2 separate regions of the Rattus norvegicus genome follow, and region 1 is linked to region 2. The links are chromatin contacts, called in public Hi-C maps. All regions are on one chromosome and are shown on one strand. Each heading gives the region's core, a stretch centred on a gene start, on an enhancer-like site or on the middle of the called end of the contact. The rest is flanking DNA. Distances are from core to core; before and after follow the strand shown. Region 1 overlaps Osbpl1a (oxysterol binding protein-like 1A). Region 2 holds the start of Osbpl1al (oxysterol binding protein-like 1A like).

Region 1 (4,951 bases), core at 1,339-3,838, 51 kb before region 2:
AAGATGCTTACATATATTTTTCTAATTTAGAAATTATAGCAATCGCTAATTTGAAAAAGGATTGTCATATAATAAAGCCGTAGCCTAATAACAACATAATAATTCCTCTGTTGTTTAGGAGCTAGTAATGCTTCTTTTAGAATATAATGCTGACACTACTGTCGTAAATGGAAGTGGACAGACAGCAAAAGAAGCCACCCATGACAAAGAAATCAGACAAATGCTTGAAGGTAAGCACAGTGCTTTCTTTTATTATTGCTAAGGCCACAGGTGCTTAAACACACTTTTGTGGCACCGATGTGGATGACGGCAAACCCCTCTGTTGCTGATGTCATCACAGAGTCATCGCTTAGGTGTCGTTTTTGTCCCCTCACTCTGCTTGTCACTTGTGGCACAGTAGCAGACAGAAGCAGCATAGGGAAGGGAAGATGTCCTTTGCTCTCAGTGTGAAAGGCTAAAATCCAGTATGACAGGAAGGCATGCAGGTGGCTCCGTGGTGCTGGGAGCATGTGATAGGATTGTTCTTTTACTGTGGAGGCACAGGAAGCAGAGACAGGGCCAGAAGTAGGGCTGGGTTATGAAACTCAAGACCCATTTCACCTATCCATTTGCTTTGCAAGGTCCCACCTCTCAAATGTTCATGGCCCCCAAAACACAGACAGCAGCTGGGTACCAAATGTTCAGATACGAGAGACTGGGGGAACATTTCACATCCAAGCTGTAGCATTTACTTTATGACTATTAAAATCTTCACTTATAAAAGAACATAGCAGGTTAAAAATACATTTTCAGTGCATAACAAAATGAGAAGTAGAAAATTCAGACACAAGGCAGCCTGGCTTAGATAAGCTGCTGCAGTGAGATAATGAGAGACAGGAGAAGGCAGGGACACTGCTGTCCGGACTTGTGCATCAGTATGTCCACACAGCAGATTTCTGTCTTACTTCAGCTTCCACAGGACCCCACTGTGCTGTAATACCAACACTCAGTTCTTGATGGATTGGTTTAATTGCTATAAACACCAGAGATTTAATTGCATTTAAGAAGATGTATGAGCCTTTGATAGTGCAGAGAAAATTCTCCACTACAGTTTAAAACAAAACCACTCCCCTGCTTAGGTAATGGGATTAGCCTTTGAATGGTCCAGGCTTTGCTGTAAGGCTAGACCAGGTAACTTCTACTTTACACATAAGGTCTGAAAATAACAGCTGTGCCTTCACACATATCCTGTTCCTCTTTCTTGCAATTCAGAGAAGGGCAATACAACTTTGTATTTAAGGGTGTTAACTTTGTAACTGTAGTTGTTAGTAATTTTATTCATGTGAAACCCACTGTCTTGCTTGTAACAATTTTCTAATCAATTGAAATCTTCTTGCTTATTCTGTAGTTCTAAAAATAGTGACTGTTAGGTACCTATATTAGAGAATCGTTATCAATACATACTGCACATATTGGTGGGTTTGGAGTGCACTAGTCACATCCAGCTACCTTCTCGCTGATCTTTGGGGTGACATTTTTGTCCCACGTCTATAGATCAGTGCTTTCCCTTGAACTCACAGATTTCACTGAGTAACCAGATCCTCACTTACCTTCTCCCAGGCATTGTAGCAGCATAAGGACTTGTGGCTCATATTGGCTTTGGCCTTTGCTCTTTAACACATTGTGAGGTAACTGTTTCTGATCCTGTCCTGTCATTCTACTTTCTCATGGGAACCCAGGGCTGAGCTTTTCCTGATACACTGAAAGTTGGGTTAGTCTAACAGGTGGACATTTAATAGGGTGATTGCAAAGACATGCTCTAAGGCCCCTCCAAACCCAAGCTGTGAAGGCAAAGGCTTAGAGACTTCACAGGTAATGTCGTTTGTCAGCTCCTGTGCTCCTAGCCTGAGAAATAGAGGATAGAGGCTTAATTGAGTGATTCTGTTCTGATGAGATCACTTTCTCCAGATATAATGCCACTTGTAGACATCATTAAGTCGCCATTTGCTGACTCCAGACGTGCTGGGGACAGTTCACCATGATGGTAGGCAGACCAGAAGCCAGACAACCAGATAGCATGCAGAGACAGGAACTAGAGATATGCATAAGGAATCCACACCTAAGTATCTAAAGTGATGGTGTTTAGAGAGACGGTCTTAGCTAATGGGCTGGGTACAGCAGAGTGTATCTTTGAGCCCTCTGCAGGGTCCAAGGGGCGAGTTGCCTGGAAACATGCAGCGAGTTTCCCATGACAAAGGGTGTTCTGTGTTCTGTCAGGCTCTAGTGAGGACTAGCTCCTCTCTCTCTCTCTCTCTCTCTCTCTCTCTCTCTCTCTCTCTCTCTCTCTCTGTGTGTGTGTCTTTCTGATTCGTAGACTATAGAAAGGTTTAGGAGTAATTACACGAATACTTGTGTGCCTTTTGCCTTTTGCTTAGATTATGCATATAAACATCTTGCCTCTAGTTTATCTTTTAAATATTATTTGATGCTGAGTTGGTTCTAATTGTTGTTGTTGAACCACGAGAAAGACATTTGCATACCGAGTGACATCATTGCCTCTGAACACTTGAGGTGTCTCCACAGTAGCATGTCCCACAGAATCAACTAAGGAAGGCTGTGGGGGCTCAGAGAAACTGAAACGGCAAACATGGGTCCTGTGTGGTTCTGACCTAGGCCTTCTGTTATGGTTGTGTACAACACTGTGGTAGGATCTTGGTGTTCTTGTGGGACTCCTAACAGTGGGAGTAGGGGTGTCTTTGACTCTTTTGGCTTTGCTTGGGACCCTTCCCATCATACTGGGTTGCTCTGTGCAGCCTTCACATGAGGATTTGTGCATAGTCTTCTTGTACCACCATGGTGTTGTTCCTCCTCCTCTTCCTCCTCTTCCTCCTCTTCCTCCTCTTCCTCTTCTTCCTCCTCTTCCTCTTCTTCCTCCTCCTCTTCCTCCTCCTTCTCCTCCTCCTCCTCCTCCTCCAGTGGAGAATTGGATCTCCGGGAGAAGGAGGTGGGAGAGGGACCAGGAGGAATTGGAGGGAAGGGAAACTACATTCAGGATGTACTGTGTGAAGTAATAACAATAATAAACAAATGGGTGTTTTCTTATAGAATCACAATGAAACCCCACACTCTCTGTGGGTTTTTGCTTTCAGAATCTTAAAATCCTAGAACTGTGAACTCTAAAATACAAGGCTATCCAAATGCCTTTTACGAGTGGAGTTTACAGGTTGCCTACCATATACCTTTAAAGTGTACAGAAATTATTTTATTATGAGCTATTTATATAGGTCCATTTTCAGACATACAATTTTTTAAAAAAATTTTCCTCCCATTCTGGAAGCTGCCTTTTTCCTTAAAAAGTTCAGTTTGGGGGCTGGGGATTTAGCTCAGTGGTGGAGCGCTTACCTAGGAAGCGCAAGGCCCTGGGTTCGGTCCCCAGCTCAAAAAAAAAAAAAAAAGTTCAGTTTGATTGGACATGTCGTTGTTTGATTGATGAGTACCCATTGCTCTGCTTCCCACCCTCCTTTGTTCTTCTGTTTTTGCTATTCCTAGTCTGATGTCACAGAGATATTCCGTCTTAAGAGTCTTGGCTCTTATAAGCCTGCTCGCCACTTTGAGTTGAAGTTGCATTGCTCTGAGGGGTCCTTCCCTGTAAGAACCAGTTGTCCCAGTACTTTTGTGTAGAATCTTCCTCTGTCCTCAGTGGACGGCACTGATAGCCCCGTGGGAAGATCAGTCTATCGTCTCTACAGCGTGCATGGTACCCGCGCAGTGTGATGCTGTGTAAGCAGACGTGTCGTACTCCGGAAGCACTAGCCAGGACGGGGCTCAGGACGGGGCTCAGGACAGGCTCTTCGTATTCTGTTTCATTTAAACCTGAGATAGGACCCATGAGCGCCAAAGGCTGACTCTGTGATAATCAACATCAGAAAATACGGCCTAATAGACAGATTGAGGGGCTGCAGAGACGTCTCAGCAGCCAAGGGCACTGCTGTTCTTACAGAAGACCCAAGTCTATCCCAGCACCCACACGGTATAGGCGTGTGTGTGTGTGTGTGTGTGTGTGTGTGTGTGTGTGTGTGTGTGTGTGTACATATTGCAGGTAAAACACTCATGCATGAATAATAAAGTACACACTGAACATCCCCAACTGGAATCGACGTGGCTCCACATTCCAAAGCTTCTGAACGCCACGATGCCTAAAAAGTGAAGGGCCTTTGAGTATTTCTAATTTTGGATTAGGAAGACTTTACTGGTAAAGTTTGCAAATATTCCAAAATCTAGAAAACAAAACAAACACACAAAAATCTCTGAAATTTTAAACCCCAAAAGTTTACAATTTTTTTTAAAACTCAAAACACTTTATTTAAATTCAGGAATTTTAGATAAGGATCACTCAGCCTTTTGTAATATATTGTACATTTCATATACATATTTTATCAGCTGTCCACGTGACATCTCCCAATCTAGATCTAATGCATAATTTCACATTGTGCTTGTCGTCTCTCCCAGTCGCTGTTGTTTGAGACGCCATGCCAGCTCTGCTTTATGTAATGCCTGTACTGAAGAGGAGTAGCTATGACTAAGGAAGGGAATGCGGCCTCAAGTTTGCAGCCTGCTTGGTCTTTCTTTATAGTGAGTTCCAGGCCTGCAGAGCACCACAGTGAGACTTGTACCTCAGCAACCGTGTGTGTATGAGGAGGGGTTGTTGGAAAGACAGGTGTGCCCTTCAGTTGAATGCTCTCCAGTGTGCATTTTTGGTCCATGTGATTACATATAGGACATGTAATGGGTGGAGCACTAAGTCGGGGAGCTCGTCTCTTGGGTTACTGCATGGTATCAGAAAACACATGAGTAATTTGAGCTCTTATGGACACAGTGGACACAGACTAACCTGGACATCAAAAGTTCATAATTCTTTATGCTAAACCTTTTTTTAAAAATATTTATTTATTTTTTTATATGTGAGATTGCT
Region 2 (5,581 bases), core at 1,140-3,639:
GCAATTATTTCTGGTTGACCCTTCTCCTCACCCCTTTTGACTAAATTCTCTCAGTCTGACATCATTTCCTTCCAGTCCCCTTCTCCATACCAACACATTCTCCCTGGCTGCTCTGGTAATGTTCCCAGGATAGCCCTAAGGACGAGTGCAGTGTCCTAATCCCAGGTTCCACCCTTCAAAACTAGGTTAGGTGCTCCTCCCCTCCTGGTTACCACATTGTATCATTGCTTACAGCACGCCAGAGCTCTTTAAAGGCGAGGCTCTTCAGTGTGTCTGTAGCATAAGGCTTGGCATGTTGTAGATGGTTAATAGAGGTCTGAATGGATGAACAATGACTGTACAAAAGAAAAAAGAAAGACAGCTTTTGAGTCACACCAGTCTACATATAAACTCTGCTGCTTCTGCTTTAAGCAGATGTGTACCTGTTTAGGAGTTCCACTTCCAACTCTGGAATCCGAGATACAAATGAGCAGGGTCACGTGAAGAGATCAGTGCAGTGCCCCTCCCCCATTCTAGTGTCCTTGTAAACTGCCTTCTAAAACAAAGTTCCTTTGTTGTTTATCCCTGCTGTGAGGACCTTCTGTAAGCTGAATTCTTTTTCTAGATCTCTGGGCTTGAAGGGGAAATTTTGTAGCCAGGGCCTCCTCTTCATGGCCAAGTGTTCTCAGTTATTAATCTATAATTTTCAAAGACACTGTGAAACTTTCCAGACATGGATTCCAAGTTTTCTGACTGAGCTGTGTGCGCCTACAAATAGCTGGCCACCGATCTAAAGGAACACGAGGTTCTCTGGGACTTGTTAAATAAACACCAGTTTTGTGGATCGCAGCCCTGCTGGGTAAACTGCTCGTCTGGGTAGAGAACAGGTGTGTACATTTTACAAGTTAGTTTCCTTTTGTTTCTCCACCAGAGCCTCAGTTACCCAGAAGTCTCATTAGCATGGCCGAAGTGTGTATTTGTGTGGGGGAAAGTCGGCCCCTGCAGTCCTTGTCTATCCTTCAAGGCTGCTCAGAATGAGAAGCCATCTCTCTTAAGTGGTTAGCAGAGCAGAATGTTTGACTCTGCTCAGCTTCAGCTCATACCCACTGGGGTGTAAGTAAGTAATGTAGACTCGCTCTGCTTTAGGGATAGTGAGCCCTTCTGCAGCAGCCAAGACTGCAAAGAGCATGCCTTTCGCCTTAGTGAGTTTCCTCAGCAGCAGAGTGCTGGCCGTTTAAAAGTTGTCAAGGAGAGGGCTTGAGCACAAGGCCACTCTAGGACCTTGCAGGAGCCTGTGTGCGCCGCTCACGCTATGAGCCAGGATCCCTTACTTCTCTCCTTGGAGAATCTCAGCGGCTTAGAGGCTGTGGGCAGGCTCTCCGCGGCAGCGGTCCCTACCTGAGCTTCCCGGAGTCGACACACCAGGGAAGAGGAGGAGGGACTGTGACCACAAGGAAGGGAACCGCCTGCTGTAGGCTGCAGGCCACACAGCCCGCCGGCTCGCCGGCTCAGCTCTACCGGCTGGGACTCTGCGGGCGGGTGAGCCCTGGAGGGCGGGTCTGAGGCCGAGCCCAGCGGCCAGGGCGAGGGGCAGCGCCGACCTCTGTGGTCAAGCAGCGGAGAACTGGGCCACCGGCTGAGCCTCTGTTCGACCTCAACCGCTGCTGGGAAGGCGGGCGCAGCTGCCGGACCAGGGGCGGGCCGCAGAGGTGACTTAGGGAGACCTTGCGGTACTGCCCTGGGTCGTGCCTCACCGATCAGATTGTCTGGAGGGAAGGAGAGCAGGCCGAAAACATCTGTGCTGAAGCTTGCGGAGGAGCTGGGGTGCAGCGCACCAGCCTGGGTCTTCAAGACCCAGCCCAGGTGGGTGGGTTTGTGTGCTTGTTCAGCCCTTCCCTGGAAGCTCTGGTGGATGGGGGCTGGGGTGCCGCCCTCGCACAAGGCAAGAAAGGGGGGAACAGCCAGATGTGATCCAGGGATGTGAGTTGATCCAAGAATAGTTGGACGGGTTTGTGCGGACCCCAATGGAGCCTTTACTGCCTGGGGCGGGGTGATGTAGCCACGAGACCCAGTGTCCCCTTTCCTCTGCCAGTGGGGAGGGCTGGGGTGGGTTCTCTGCCTGGTGTTTGTCCCTTGGATTCCTAGAAGAGCCCCCTGGGAACAGCCCTTGGCTGTTGTCTCACATTCATATGTTAGTATTAGGTCAAGCCTGGCTGGAGTGGGAGGAGTAAGGCTGGGACAGACAATTGTCCTAAATAACCTTCCAAGTTGGTGATTTTTTTCCTGTCTCTCTGACATTGACATGAACTTAACCAGGGCAGTTTCAGAGATTGCTGAAATTCCTAGAGCCAGCGGAAGTACATGGGCGGATTGAGGAGAGAGAAGTCTTGTGTATAGCGGGGGCTTTCATTTTCGAACGTTTTGATGAAGGGTTTTTCATTACCCAGACGCTGTCTTTGTAGCTTAAGCTCGCTGGCATCTCGCTCCCTGGCATTCCGAGGATCTGGTTTTCAGTTGGGCTGGATTTTTTTTCTTTGGAGGGAAATGGTCCGGAGAGAAAGATGGGAGGGTAGAGCTGGTATAGCTCTTAAGAGTTATAGAAGCTATTAAAAGTTTCTTCACTTTAATTAGATTCAAAGGCGGCATTTGGCTCATGAAGGCATTGCTTGGCAGAAAGCAGTGTGAAAAGAGAAAAATGCTTGCAATTCGTGTTGGTGGACAAAGTGCAGGGTAGATGATGGGGGCAGAGTGTAAAGTCTCCATTCCACAGGATGGAGCTTCACAGGCAATGTTTGATCAGGTCAGTTTTGGTCTGGTAAGTGTTCAGTCTCGATGTAAGGACTGAGCAGTTATCTCAGCTTATGTCTCCATGTTACTTTTGCCAGGATTGGACGTAAAGGAAGTTGAATCCTTGTGAATACAGTTGCTAGACTGCAGTGCTCTTCTTTAGGGGCCTTTTATAGATTAATTTTCAAGAATTTCATTGATGGTAAAAATGACCCACATAGTATTTTTGCTCAGTTCTTTCTTCACTGTACAAAATGGGAGAATATAACTCAGTTATTTCACAATAAAATGAAGTGCATTACTCACACATACGATAGTTTATAAAAGCACATTTAAAATAGGATGTATAAACTGATGAGTTCTTAATACTCTGGTGGCTCATACCTTTTATCTCAGTACTCTGGAGAGAGTCCTACAGGATCCAGAGGCTGAAGATTTTTTACAGAAGCAACAAGTCAAAAGCAAGCAAAAGGGTGAATGTTAGCAGAGTTAACGGCTGGAACAGAGTCAGGAGAGGACAAGCAAGGTCTCTCCTAAGGACTTTGTGGAATGTGCTTAAAGAGTTTTAAACCTAGGCTAGAAGTTAATGTCACTGAAAGACTTTTACCCAAGGAGAAATTTGATCAGATTTGTTATTTAGGAGAATTGGAGGACAGGCCTGCAATCAGGACATCAAGGGACAGGGATACAAGAGACAGAATAGGACTAAGTCAGGTTTGTTACATAAGCAGAGGAAGTTACAGAGCAGAGGCATTTCATAAAGCCTAAGTTGGATTGATGTGAGGCATCAAGGGGAAGGTGGAGTCCAGCTGACTCCCAGCTTTCTGGTACAAATTACTGCATAGGTAGGGAATAGGAATGTGGGAAGGTGAGTTAGCTCTGATTTTGACATGTTGACACACCCTTCCTTGTCCTATGAAAGCTGAGGAATCATTGGTACTTCCCCCAACATCCTTCATTCTCAGAGGCCCAAAAGTGAGGAATACCACAGACATGAAGTTTGAAATCAAAGGAACAACAGTGACATGTAGACAGCAAATATGAGGAAAGGAGAGAACAGGGAGGACACCAAGAGAAGTCAGCCTGACAGCAGGGGAGAGCCCCAAAGCAGGCGAGGCCAGGAGCCAGGGTGTAGAGGAGTACAGGTGAGGACTGTCTGTAGCCTCAGCTGCTGGAGCCAGGCGGCCAGTGGGCTCTTGAGTGTGAGGACGTTTATGCTCACTTAGGAAGAAGCCAGACCACAGCCAGCAGAACAGTGGACAGACAGAGAGAGCAAGGTTGTAGAAATTATAGCTGTAGACTGATTATCTCTGGTTCGTGATCTACAAATCCTGACAGTTGTGCTCTGTTCTAGTCCTTATGTTTAGGATTTCTTTTTCTTGTCCATAATTTCCTGGTAAGGGCTTTCAGGGCAATGTTGGATAGATGGTGTGATAGTGAATCCACATTTTCCCCAAGATTTAAAACAAACGATGGTAACCTCTACAAATTAACTAAAAAAATAGTTAATAATTATCATTTACCATACTGATGATGTTCACATTTCATTCTTATATCTTTTTTTTTTTTAAGATTTATTTATTTATACACTATAGCTGTCTGCAGACACACCAGAAGAGGGCATTCATCCCATTGCAGATGGTTGTGAGCCACCATGTGGTTGCTGGGATTTGAACTCAGGACCTCTGGAAGAGCAGTCAGTGGCCTTAACTGCTGAGCCATCTCTCCAGCCCCCTCTTCTATCTTTTAAAGTCAGGAACAATGCTAAACTTTGGATTTTACCTTCTTTTTATAAGTGAGAATGGCTTGCAACTTTTTAGTCTTCATCAGATGTGAAGGTTATTCTAATGTCATAAGGTCAGTTTGGTAGTATTCACTCTGCTATGTTCCTACAGCTTGTGTAAAATTGATCTAGTCTTTGAAGTTTAGTAGAAAAATTTTAACAAAACTATCCTTTATAAGTTTTGTGAACTACTATTTAAACATATTAACTAATTATAGGACCACTTTGGTTTTCTATTTCTTTTAGCATTAGCTTTGGCAAGTTATGTATTTCTAAGGACATCCCCTTCCCATTAAAGTCTGTTATGAAGTTTCTTGTTATGAAGGTTTCATTAGAACTCCTTTATTGTCTTTTAAATTTATTTTGGATATATAGCTATGCTCTATTTTTAATATATATTCTTAGAGTATTTATGAAAGCATTTCCCCCTTTCTTCAAATTAATCTGTAACCATCAAATAAGTTTCGTTAAAACTTTGCCTGCCTGTATTTTCAAAGATCTACCTTTAGCTGTGACATCTATTTTACCTTATTATTTTAAATTAAAATTTACAGTTTTCTCTCACTTTCTGTGAGTTAACCTTTTCTTTATTGTTTGTATGTGAATTATACTTTATTCTCTGGAAATGTAGACACTGTGTTCAACATTATTCTTTTCTAGATTGTAGTTATTCTTGTGTTTGAGCAGTTTGTAATTTAGTGAATGTCATCGCTAGCTTTATCGTCACTTTGTGTTCTGTAACATTGCATTTCAAGATTGCTTCTTGACAGGCTGCAGGTGCTAAGGTGAGCTGTGTAAGCAGACACCCTACTATATTTACAACAACTGAAACTTGGAGGCGGTTTGGATGTCTTCCATGTCCCTTTCCCCTCTCCCTTCCCTCCCTGCTGTGGGTCTGTTACTCTTCATTTCTCTCTGTGGGCTCTCCTTCCCTTGTCACTCATGTTCCCTCGCCACACACTTTATTTTTTTCATGTCAATCATTTCCTTGCCTCTGTCTTTTGTCCCTTCTTGCTTTGCAGTAGTTTCTTT

The links. Hi-C and Micro-C count contacts between places; a contact is called where the count stands out from the background.
Region 1: a Hi-C map of Schwann cells shows a contact between it and region 2, with 1.8 times the contacts expected there. The contact joins the enhancer-like site here to the promoter of Osbpl1al in region 2. A contact is called at or near these places in 3 of 12 Hi-C or Micro-C datasets (Schwann cells, frontal cortex and prefrontal cortex).

The regions. Positions count from the first base shown.
Region 1 is chr18:4,335,053-4,340,003 of GRCr8, reverse strand. Osbpl1a (oxysterol binding protein-like 1A) reads left to right here. Exons shown (of 28, transcript NM_172023.1): 5 at 119-230. Among named protein-coding and RNA genes, the nearest start is that of Osbpl1a, 32 kb to the left of the region's middle. Within about 2 kb of position 2,588, at least 25 of the 93 cell types and tissues checked have an H3K27ac peak or open chromatin away from gene starts, as enhancers often do. A contact at or near this core is called in Schwann cells, where this site is marked.
Region 2 is chr18:4,283,244-4,288,824 of GRCr8, reverse strand. Osbpl1al (oxysterol binding protein-like 1A like) reads right to left here and starts at 2,389. Exons shown (of 3, transcript XM_039097409.2): 1 at 423-2,389; 2 at 233-335. The coding sequence starts at 2,283. The coding sequence ends at 1,285. All of the region lies in intron 15 of Osbpl1a (oxysterol binding protein-like 1A), which reads left to right.